Linked DNA regions of Mus musculus: region 2 is linked to region 1. Evidence: chromatin contacts called from public Hi-C data. All regions are on one chromosome and are shown on one strand. Each heading gives the region's core, a stretch centred on a gene start, on an enhancer-like site or on the middle of the called end of the contact. The rest is flanking DNA. Distances are from core to core; before and after follow the strand shown. Region 1 overlaps Fam120b (family with sequence similarity 120, member B). Region 2 has its middle 17 kb from the start of Gm35455.

Evidence for each region. A called contact is a pair of places that touch in the nucleus more often than the background predicts.
Region 2: a Hi-C map of liver shows a contact between it and region 1, with 1.6 times the contacts expected there. The contact joins two enhancer-like sites. A contact is called at or near these places in 1 of 15 datasets of contacts at CTCF or cohesin (the NIH/3T3 cell line), 1 of 484 Hi-C or Micro-C datasets (liver) and 2 of 9 other capture datasets (embryonic stem cells and embryonic trunk).

What each region holds. Positions count from the first base shown.
Region 1 is chr17:15,429,884-15,434,789 of GRCm38.p6, forward strand. It overlaps Fam120b (family with sequence similarity 120, member B), which reads left to right. Exons shown (of 11, transcript NM_024203.3): 10 at 1,694-1,745; 11 at 1,884-3,698. The coding sequence ends at 1,734. Gm49668 (a long non-coding RNA gene) reads right to left here. Exons shown (of 3, transcript XR_003952352.1): 1 at 4,890-4,906; 2 at 1,857-1,958. Among named protein-coding and RNA genes, the nearest start is that of Gm49668, 3.8 kb to the right of the region's middle. Within about 2 kb of position 1,883, at least 71 of the 459 cell types and tissues checked have an H3K27ac peak or open chromatin away from gene starts, as enhancers often do. A contact at or near this core is called in liver, where this site is marked.
Region 2 is chr17:15,132,319-15,137,382 of GRCm38.p6, forward strand. No RefSeq gene overlaps it. Among named protein-coding and RNA genes, the nearest start is that of Gm35455, 17 kb to the right of the region's middle. Within about 2 kb of position 3,138, at least 2 of the 459 cell types and tissues checked have an H3K27ac peak or open chromatin away from gene starts, as enhancers often do. A contact at or near this core is called in liver, where this site is marked.

The DNA.
Region 1 (4,906 bases), core at 633-3,132:
GGCCCTGGTTTGAGATTTGGAACTTTGAAGGACATTGCAACTTTATTGGCGGGGGGGGGGGGGGGGGGCTTATAATAGAAACAGAATCACAGTCCTGATTGTGAAGGTTGGGTTAGAAAAAGTTCTAGGGACCTGAGACAAAAAGGCCAGTTTGAGTGGCCTTGTGCTGGATTGATGTCAGACTCAATGGCTAGAGGTGAGTCTAGAAGCAGCTAGGGGCAGTGTGTGTGCAAGGACAGAGCTTCCTTGGCACCTTGCCCGTGTGGAAGAAAGTCCACAGGCCACCTGCTGCTACTGCTGTGTCACAGTTTGCTTATGTGCTCTTTTGTACAGTTGGTCCTTAATTGGAGCTTTTTGTTGTTGTTTTAAAGATGAAGCAATCTACTTTTTTGGTGACATGACTGGGCTTGTGTTTTGGGCCAGCACATTTTCCTAGTGGGGTTTTCCTAACTTTAATACTTTTCATCTCTACAACATATAAAGTAGAAAGGTGTTACTATTTCAAGATTAGAAAAAAAAATAGACAAAACTCTTCATGTTAGAAAAGGCTCAAAATGCTTATGTTCAAATTGGCAGTGTTCATCATGGGCATAGTCGCCACACGTTCACAACATGCAATAATAACATAACTTCGTGAATGTGAGCCGTCAGGGTCACTGCAGGGACTATGGCCTGGCAGATGGGGTGGGGTACACCCCACAGGTAGCCAACATCAAAGTCTAGGGCCGATTCAGTCACCCTGTGAACAAATGGCGCCTGAGTTGAAGCTTTGGCCTGCCCCTGGCTATCATTCAGCCCAGCTGGTGAGGAGAAATGTGTTACATTCCACTAAGAGCTGTAAACTTCATGAGACTCTTCACTCTCCCTCTTCTCAGGGTGACTGAGAGGGGCCTGCACACTAGGAAACCACAGGGGTGAGAGCTTCGATGGCAGGGGTGCTGAAGGTTGTGTTCATCTGGACACCTGTTTGGGTTGTCACCCTCACACTTTAGGGGTCATTAGGCAGTGCATGCTAAAGCCATCACTTCCAGGTACCAAAGAAAGCCCAGAGCAAGACTTACAGAAAAGCGTGGTGGTGGTGTTGAGACAGGATCTCACTATGTGGCATTATCCTGCCTGGGACTCACAGAGATCCACCTGCCTGAGAGTCCTGAGTTCCACCATGCCCAACCAAAAAAGGGTTGTTTTTAAGATGTGGAAACTCTGTTTCCTTCAAGGCTAGTTCTGCTCCAAGCCCCTTCCCAACCCCCCGTGTCTGTCAGAGGCAGGAAGTGGCCAGCTACACTGTGGGGTTGGGGCACTTGTGTGCTCAGCCCTGGAAAAGCCACACGTCGCTTTTTCTGTGCTTGGCAGGAAGTCCTCTGAGAGCCATCTGCATATGAATTTCCATTTCCAAAGTCATTAGCAGTAATAAACATCTAGATGTCCTGCAGATGGTCAGAACTGGCACCAAGAGAAACAATTTTGACAGTTTCCTTCTACTAATAGCAATGCCTCCTAATTAATTGCTTCCACTCTAATGGAATAATTATAGAGCAAAATTTAATGACAGGTGGTCACAACTGAAAAATGTTCTGTCTTCCAGTACAGCTCAGCAATTCGTCTTTATGTGTGCTTAGAGCCATGCCGCTTCTTTGAGTTGGTGTGTGGAGACATTTCTTCTTACTCTGGTGTTCATCTCTGTTTGGTACAGGGGGCAGACAGCATGAGCGTAACCACTGGAGAAGATACTAGATGCTGTACAGGTAAAGTACTTCCCAGCCTCTCAGTGAACCAGTAGATGTTCTGTCTTTAAAGCTGAGGGCCAAGTGGTTAATATGTCACATGGGCCAGCTTCCCGATTGGGATCTACCAACCTAATCGAAGATGTTTGCTTCTTCCAGAAGAGTGTGGAAACAGGATCAATGTCCAGACTCTGCCCTCCGGTCTCAGCAACAAGGACAGCAACTGGGGCAACCCTTTAAAGGAAGGAAAATTGCTTTTCAGAGGTTTCTCCTACACAAACTATAAAAATATCCCATTGGTTTGTTTCAGAGGTTGCTCCTGACTCCATGATCCAGAACACTTGACACTATCATTGAGAATGCTCTCCTGACCTTAGCAGGAGTCTAACTCCAAACATTTTCTTACTATTAAATTGTGAAAATGTTTCCTCAAGTCATTAGTCTTTGAACTCATGATGTCTTCTTATTTTCCTGTTACTGTGAAAAGGCACTGTGAACAAAGCAACTTACAGAAGAGAGCATTTGATTTGGGTCTTAGAGTTCCATAGGGTGGTAGAGCCTCGGACCATCATGTTGGGGTATGTGACAGGAGCCAGGCGAGGACGAGCCAACTGGGAATGGCTCAGGGTTTTGAAACTTCAAAGCCCACCCCCCAAGTGACACACCTCCATCAGCAAAGCCACACCTCCTCCAGTAAGGCCACTCCTCCTAGTCCTTCCCACCAACTGGAGACCAAGCTTTCAAACATACTAGCTTATGGGGCCATTCTCATTCAGACCACCAACCATGATATCTAATAGCTATGCAATCTGTCAGAAATTACTTTTTCATTAGAAAATCTAACAAAAGTAAGTATTCATCTATTTTTTTTTCTTGATCCACAAAGTATTTGGATAGAAAAAAAAAAGCAACTAAATAAATTCTTGCTCTCTTGTGGGCGAGTTGGTTCTGCTTGGAGGAAACCTGGCTCAGCGGTTAAGAACAGGGTCTGCTCTTCCAGATTCCCCTCACCCACACGGTGGCTCACAACTAACTGTCTGAAACTCCAGTTCCAGGGGATCGAAAGCCTCTTCTGGCCTCTGTGAGAGGCAGACACACAGTGATGCCCAGACATGCACACAGGCAAAACACCCATAAAGATGAAATAAATAAGTTTAAAAAAAAAAAGAATTTTTTTTTTTAAAAGAAGCATAGTGGGTTAAGCTTAAAAAGTAAGATCCTCTTTGAGGTTCTTATCCATCTCCACTGGGGATCCAAGAGTATCTGTGCCTGTCCAGGGCCCTTATGGCCCTGCCGTATCTCTGGGGACACTGAGTTCCGTCAGGAGATGCAAGCACTTTGGTCACTGGAAGATGTATCCTTTCAGTGCTCCTGTCTAAGATTTTAATAACGCTTCTAAAAATGTACCTTGTCACCTTTACGCTGACAGTTTTCCAGACCACTGGCTCAACCATGCTGTGCAGAGAGAGGCCTTGCGTTTCTCCTTGAGATTCTTGTGTTTACCAGAAAGGTATCTCGCCTGCATTTGAACATGGTTGTATTTGTTCAGCTTCCTTCTGCTCCTGCAGGACTTAAGCATAGTGTGTCTGCAGAGCTTGTAGCTGCCATGACTTTGCTGCCTAGTTTGGCTCTTCTGGTCCTTCCCTCGAATACCGTCCTCTTCAAACACTGCTGCCGTTAGAAATCCTGTTTCCTTGCTGTCTACTTGTGTAACTTTTAATTCAGATTCTGATCTCTTAAGTTGAAAGTCTATTTCTATGAAAGTTGTTTTCCGTCATGGAAACTGCATCCTGACACTTGTCAATAAAATGCATGAGTACGTCAGTCACAAGTTTAAATAGGCCACTGTGTTGATGGAATATTTATCACCTTTAGAGCTTTCCCAGTGACAGCATTGCTTACGCTGTTTCCCAGTCAAGTCTTGGGATAGAATTTCCACATATACAATAAAATAAAAATACATTTTTAAACTCATACTTCACTTTTTTTTTCTTTAAGACAAAGTCCTGTTCTGTGGCCCAGACAGCCCTCTGCATGATATCTGCCTTTTATGTCAAGCCTTTTTCAGCAGGCGTATCCCATTAGAGAAAAATAATGTTGAGTCCAGAATCCTATAATCAGTGTTCCTAGAGTAGGGGAAAAAATCAACACAATTTCAGGAATCAAAAATTTGACCCATATATCCTTTCTAAGAGGAAATGGGTGTGCTCAGCTTGAAGCTCCATCCCATGGAACGCAGAGACTGTATGACCCAGCATTGGGCAAAGAAATCTGTGAAATTTGCAGGTGCCACTAAGCAGTTCTGAACTGTAAAAGCAAATAAACCGGCAAGCAATAGACTGACTGTTACAAGGAAAGTGACAGGCCTCTGAGTAAGACAAAGAAAAGGCACACTGCCTTTTCTTGCTTAGAAAACGATATATTATCTGTCAATGTTTTGTAATATGAACTAGAAAGAGGGTGAGAAGAAAAGCCACTTACATTCTATGCTGGAATCAATTTCAAAACACAAGTAAAATGCAAGATAAATATAGCACATTCATTCCAGAAATGAACAGGTCAGTTACAACAAAAGCAATGACATTCATTTGAACACGTTAATAAGTAAGTGTGTTCTAATAGAAACAGAGGAGTGACTGTCTCTTGGTTTATATTCTTTTTGAACACATGTGGATAGTTCATAGGATAACTATGATTTAGGCCCCAAAGCAAACCTCAGACAAAATAATAAAAAAAGCTAATTTACTAAAATCACATGTTCTGCCTATAAGAACATAGCATAAACAGCAGCAAAAAGATAAAAACAAGTCTTTGCTCATATCAATTATCTGGCCATTCTAAAATATTATCAAAGAAATCACTTGCAAATTTATTTTGGACTAATAAAGGTATTACATTTAAAAAGTCATTGCAGGGCTGGAGAGATGGCTCAGTGGTTAAAAGCACTGGCTGTTCTTCCAAAGGACCTGGGTTCAATTCCTAGCACATGGCAGTTCACAACTGTCTGTAACTCCAGTTCCAGGGGATCTGACACACACACACACACACACACACACACACACACACACAGGCAAAACACGGATGCACATAAAGATTAATAAATAAAACTCATTGGGGAGCAGTGATAGCACAGACGATAAATGGGGTCACTCTGGATGTCCCTACCTCCAGTTGAGAGCAAT
Region 2 (5,064 bases), core at 1,888-4,387, 300 kb before region 1:
AAGGTATTTCTGGAATAATGTAGAAGATGAAATCCTGAACCGGCTAGCACTTCAGACCCCTGAGAAGCACACAACTCCTCCAATGGTCCTGCACAGACTCGGGCTAGTAGGGAGAGGCTTCTATGTAATGAAGATGGCAATGTGACCTTGTCATAGGGAGACATTCCAGAGAAAAGACATAACTTTGGGTTCCACGTGCTAAAGGAGAGATCACTCCTGAAGAAGGTAGTGTTCACCTAGGCATAGGGATGAGTAGGAATCCTCTGGCGGCTGGGAGCAGGAAATGAAGTGAGAGCCTCAGTCCTGCCAATAAGTGGGGCTTTAGAGAGGCCTGAAGCCCAAGGACCACAGCCGATGCTGATTCTAACAGGCACAATACCAACATTAGCCAGCTGGGGCTTCTGGCTTAAAGGCTGTTACAGAGTAAAACATTTAGTGGGGGGATTCAACACACATCATCTACTTACAACAGATAGAGGACCCACCATAGACCAACCAATGTACAGATACCACCAACGCTCAACTTTGTGAACCAATGAGGTTATTTTTTTATTGATTCTTGGTGAGTTTCACACCATTCTCCCCAGTCCCTCTCATCTCCCTGTCTTCTCATATCTATCCTTCACCCTTGTAAACCATCCCCCCAAAATAAACACACACACACACACAAGTAAACAAAATAAACAAGAAACAAAGCATAGGAAACATCTCCTTGTGGAAGCTGTAGTGTGTCTCCGTGTGCCCCACAGTATATCCCTCTGTCCACACATCTTCACTTTCAGATGTTTCATTTGGTTCAAGATCTCTGGATTCTGTGACACCATCAATAGTAGATCCTCACTGAGACTCCTCCTGGCTGTCCTGTTGTTGCCCTGTGTCACGGAGATCCTGCAGCTTTGGATCAGCAGAAAGGTCCCTTGCGCCCCAATAGTTCAAATGTAGATTTTGGGGTGGGCCAACTTAGAGCCTTGGATCTGGGCCTGGGTGGTAGCTGAGCGGGTCAGCCCACAAGCTCTCCCTTATCTGCACCACCAGGGCAAGATCTCCAGCACTGCTCTGGCTAAGCGACCAAATGCTGGCCATTGGCAGGATGCAGGGTCAGCTCTCCTGCTCTCACACCATCAGAACTGGATCACCCATGCCTTCACCATGAGGGTCAGCTCCACTGTGTTGCCGGGCATCAAGTTAGGAAGAACAAGGAACCACCATCTGCTCTGCCCTTGACTTGTGTAAGAACACCACCACCACCACCACCACCACCAAGGTGTCTTTTTGCCCATTACCAGGGGGATGATCCAATGAGTTCTATTGGGGTCACTTATAGGAATATGAATGAGAGGTTACTTACAGGAGCAGAAATGACTCAACGACAGCTGCATCATTGAAACCCACCCCACTATAGGTGACAGCTCACAAAGCTGGGGATCTGGAGCATACTACAAAGCCTGAAGGCAGCTCAACAAGTTGGAGGGCATCCTTTTCAGGTTGTCTCACTTGGTCTAAACCTCTTCCAGGCAGCTCACCTGGTTTTTGCTCCTTCCAGGAAACTGGTCAGGTCTGAAAATCTTCTTTGCAATTTGCCTTCCCTCTGTCTGAGAGGAACTGTCAAGTTTTATTATGGATTCTGGCAGGGAGGAGCATAATGAATCTAGTCAGTTTCATGGACTTCCTGAAGCTATTCTGAGTTGTTTGCCTTCCTGCTTAAGGACCTTCTTGCAAGACAGAATGTCCTCATCTGGACACTGCTCATAACAGAAGGGATACAGGTGATATTAACTTCATGAGTCATCTGTGGCAAAGCATTGTGCAGCAACAGAGACTATAAACAAGTAATGCCACGTCAGAGATGGTTAGGAACAGTTGGATACACGGTCTCAGGTATGAGATACAGAGGTTTTATGGGCGCTCTCTGCTCCTTCCAGGCCAGGCTCGTTTATGCATGAAAGAAGAAAAGGCGTGGCTTCTTGAATCTTGACTATTTGGAATCAAGATATATGTAAATTTTATATAAAATTCTTTAACATGAACTCTAGGTCACACTATTCTGAGCTTGGCTTTCTGTGTCTGAGATGGCTTTGGCCAGTGGCTTTGACTCACAGCGGCTTGCACATGTTGGCGGGGTTTATCTTCAATTTCTTTCAAAGGGCAGAGTGACGCTCTTTCCATTGTCACTTCCCGTCAATGCTGTCTCCCCCACAACACTTTCCCTCTGTGAGGAAAGTTTCAATGTGTTACTTGGGTTGTCTGCATGCTATAGAGGACCAGGGGAGCTGACCCTGATCCAGACTGCACTGATAGAAGCCAGCCATGTTACAGGAGCATGGCAAGTGTTGGGTGGCACACATCAGTGATGGCGGAGTGTGGATTTGGGGAACCTGGAGTCCTAGTCACAGACTTCACTGTAACAGGCTTTCTGAGGGGTTAGATCATGTTTGAGTTCCAGGCTCCAGGCTCTGCCCTTTCCAGCCTCAGATGTGAGCATGCAACGTGAACTCTCAATGCCTCATTGTTCTTATCTGTATAATGGGTTTCACAGTAGTAGGGCCTGGCACACAGTATGGGAGGCAGAAAGCCTGCCCAATTCATGCTGAGCACCTGACATGAAAACCACCCATCAATGCTGTGACACAGTGTTTGTGACACCTTGTCCAGCGACACAGTTGTTCTGGGATCGAGCCCCAGTCAATGATGTGCTGATTCAGAGCAGGCAGACAAGCCCAGATCTGAACACGCTGTATCCCTCAGCAGAAGTAACTGAGATGCAGCTGTTTGTTATCAGCTCAGGCAAAAGTGCAGTTTATCTTGGTGTGGACCCAAACAGGCCGCAAACCAAGACAAATACTCTTTGATGTGATCCGCCTCACTTGGGGCTACTTCTGGTCATCCTGTGCTGGGCAGGGAGAAACCTGAGAAACTATCCAATGGGAAAAAAAAGTATGAAGAATGCTGCAGGGGAAGGAAGGCCCTCAGCAGCCATGGCCTGAATGTCTCATGACACAGGGGTCTGCAGGAATTTTGGTGGGAAAGTGGTTATTTCTCAACCCAGGGAATAAAAGACCTAAACAGGAAGCCAAGACCCCGAGTGCACACTCAGCCACTCCTGGCTCACCTTTGGGCCCGTTCTGTGTGCTGGACACTTTCCTGGGTAGTGTCCAGGTGCAGTCAGGGAACAGCTTCGTTCGCAAGGGAAGTGGCCAGGAGTAGCGAATGAGAAGCCAGCGCTTATGGATTGTAGAACCTAAGGGGCCAGAAACATCTAGCAGGGCTTGTTAGCAATGAACATATAAGACATTGATAATTTATATTTGCCTCATTCAGAAAAAGAAAGGAAGGAAGGGAGGGACGGAGGGAAAAAGGGAGAAAGGAAAGAAGAGCTAACTACAGAAGAGCAAATATTAGGCCTCTGTCAGGTGACCATGCCCCCAGGTACTCCAGAAGCTGAGGCAAGGGGATGGTTTGAACTCAAGAGTTTGACATCAGCTTGGGCAACACGTTAAGACCCTATCGCAAAAGGAAACAAAATAAACACCAAGAACTTGCACTGTGCCTTCCGCTGGGATGGGACCTCTGCTGTTGGATTCGGTGGGGTCAGAACAGCAGGCATATGCTTTACAAAGCAAGGTCTCTGCGAGTTGCCTGTGTTTTAATGAGCAGATAAGAGGCTTCACGGGGGAAACTGTGTGTCTGACTGAACAGTGAGGATTGGTTAGAGCGTCCTCCAGGATCTAGGTCTGCCATGTGGACATGTGGACCCATGAAAGCACCTCCCCACCCCAGCTCTGAGTGAGGACATCCACTGGTCAGCCATTTCTGCATCCAGTATCTTTTGGTCCTACATGACTGAGTGTGGGTTGTACCCAGTCCTTCCATATGGTTAATTCACTGGGCCCACAAAGAAGGCAGGTCGGAGTTGGTCTGAGTGTTGAGAGTGTTTCTAGATGGAAACGGTAGAGCAGATGGGCCTGTGAGAAAGTCAGGGACTCTGGGAAATCTGTTCTCTGGCCCAGGGAATAGGGCCACCCATTGGGTCCTCAGCATTCCTCCATTCCGAAGGAAGGTGGCCCTGTGAAAGATGTCTACAGAAAAGGTCTATTGACAAGCCACCATCTGTGATGGCTCCTGGGAAGGTGCAGAGCTGCTAATCCCTAGTTCTAAGCAATCTTCCTATTGCACACCCAGGGTTAGGAAGACACACTCTGGGAAGCTGCCCAAGTCCAGGCTGGAGCCAGTGAGCTAGCTGTCCCACAGACAGGAAGCTGGCAGAGGAGAAGGTCCTAGGGCCCACAAAGGTGCTCTGTTAGTTATAGGTAAGTGGGAAGAGCTTGCTTGGCCACTGGTATCCTTGATTCTAGACAGACAATGCTGTTTTAGTAGATGGGAGATATATCTTAGTTGACATCTTGGAGAAAAAAAAAATCTTCCAGGCTACCCTCAAAGTCTAAATGGCTGCCAGGCCCTTCATCACATGCAACAGTGACCCAGCCATTGCCCAAGGTAAGCCTGAGACCTGAACGTACAGTTCACAGCCCAGCTTGTCCAGGCAATGTGCAACTTTCCTTAGGCTTCATCCTTGGAGCATGTCTGCCTTCCCAAGGAGCCCCGCCGTGCCCCCAGGACTTGTAATGAGTCCTACTGCCAAGGAGAAAATGGCTACTACTCAGTGCTTAGAAGAAATATGTCGCTTGCACATGCAGGCTTACATCCATACAGGCATGCACATAGACATAAGCATACAGAGACATGGGTATAGTGCATTTACCTGCATACAAAGACATACATGAAATCTTGTGTAATCACATCACACAGACAAGCTACACACATATATGTGTACTCTACATACACTTACTCACATATGCAGGTGCATCACACATCACACACACACACACACACACACACACACACACACACACACACACACTAAAGAAGACATTGTTTTCCATGTGTTTCCTCTGTGACCTCTGTGATACTGACATGTTTAGATGTCCTGATGAACAAGTCTGAATGGAGGCCACAGTGTGTGTGTGTGTGTGTGTGTGTGTGTGTGTGTGTGTGTGTGTGTGTGAA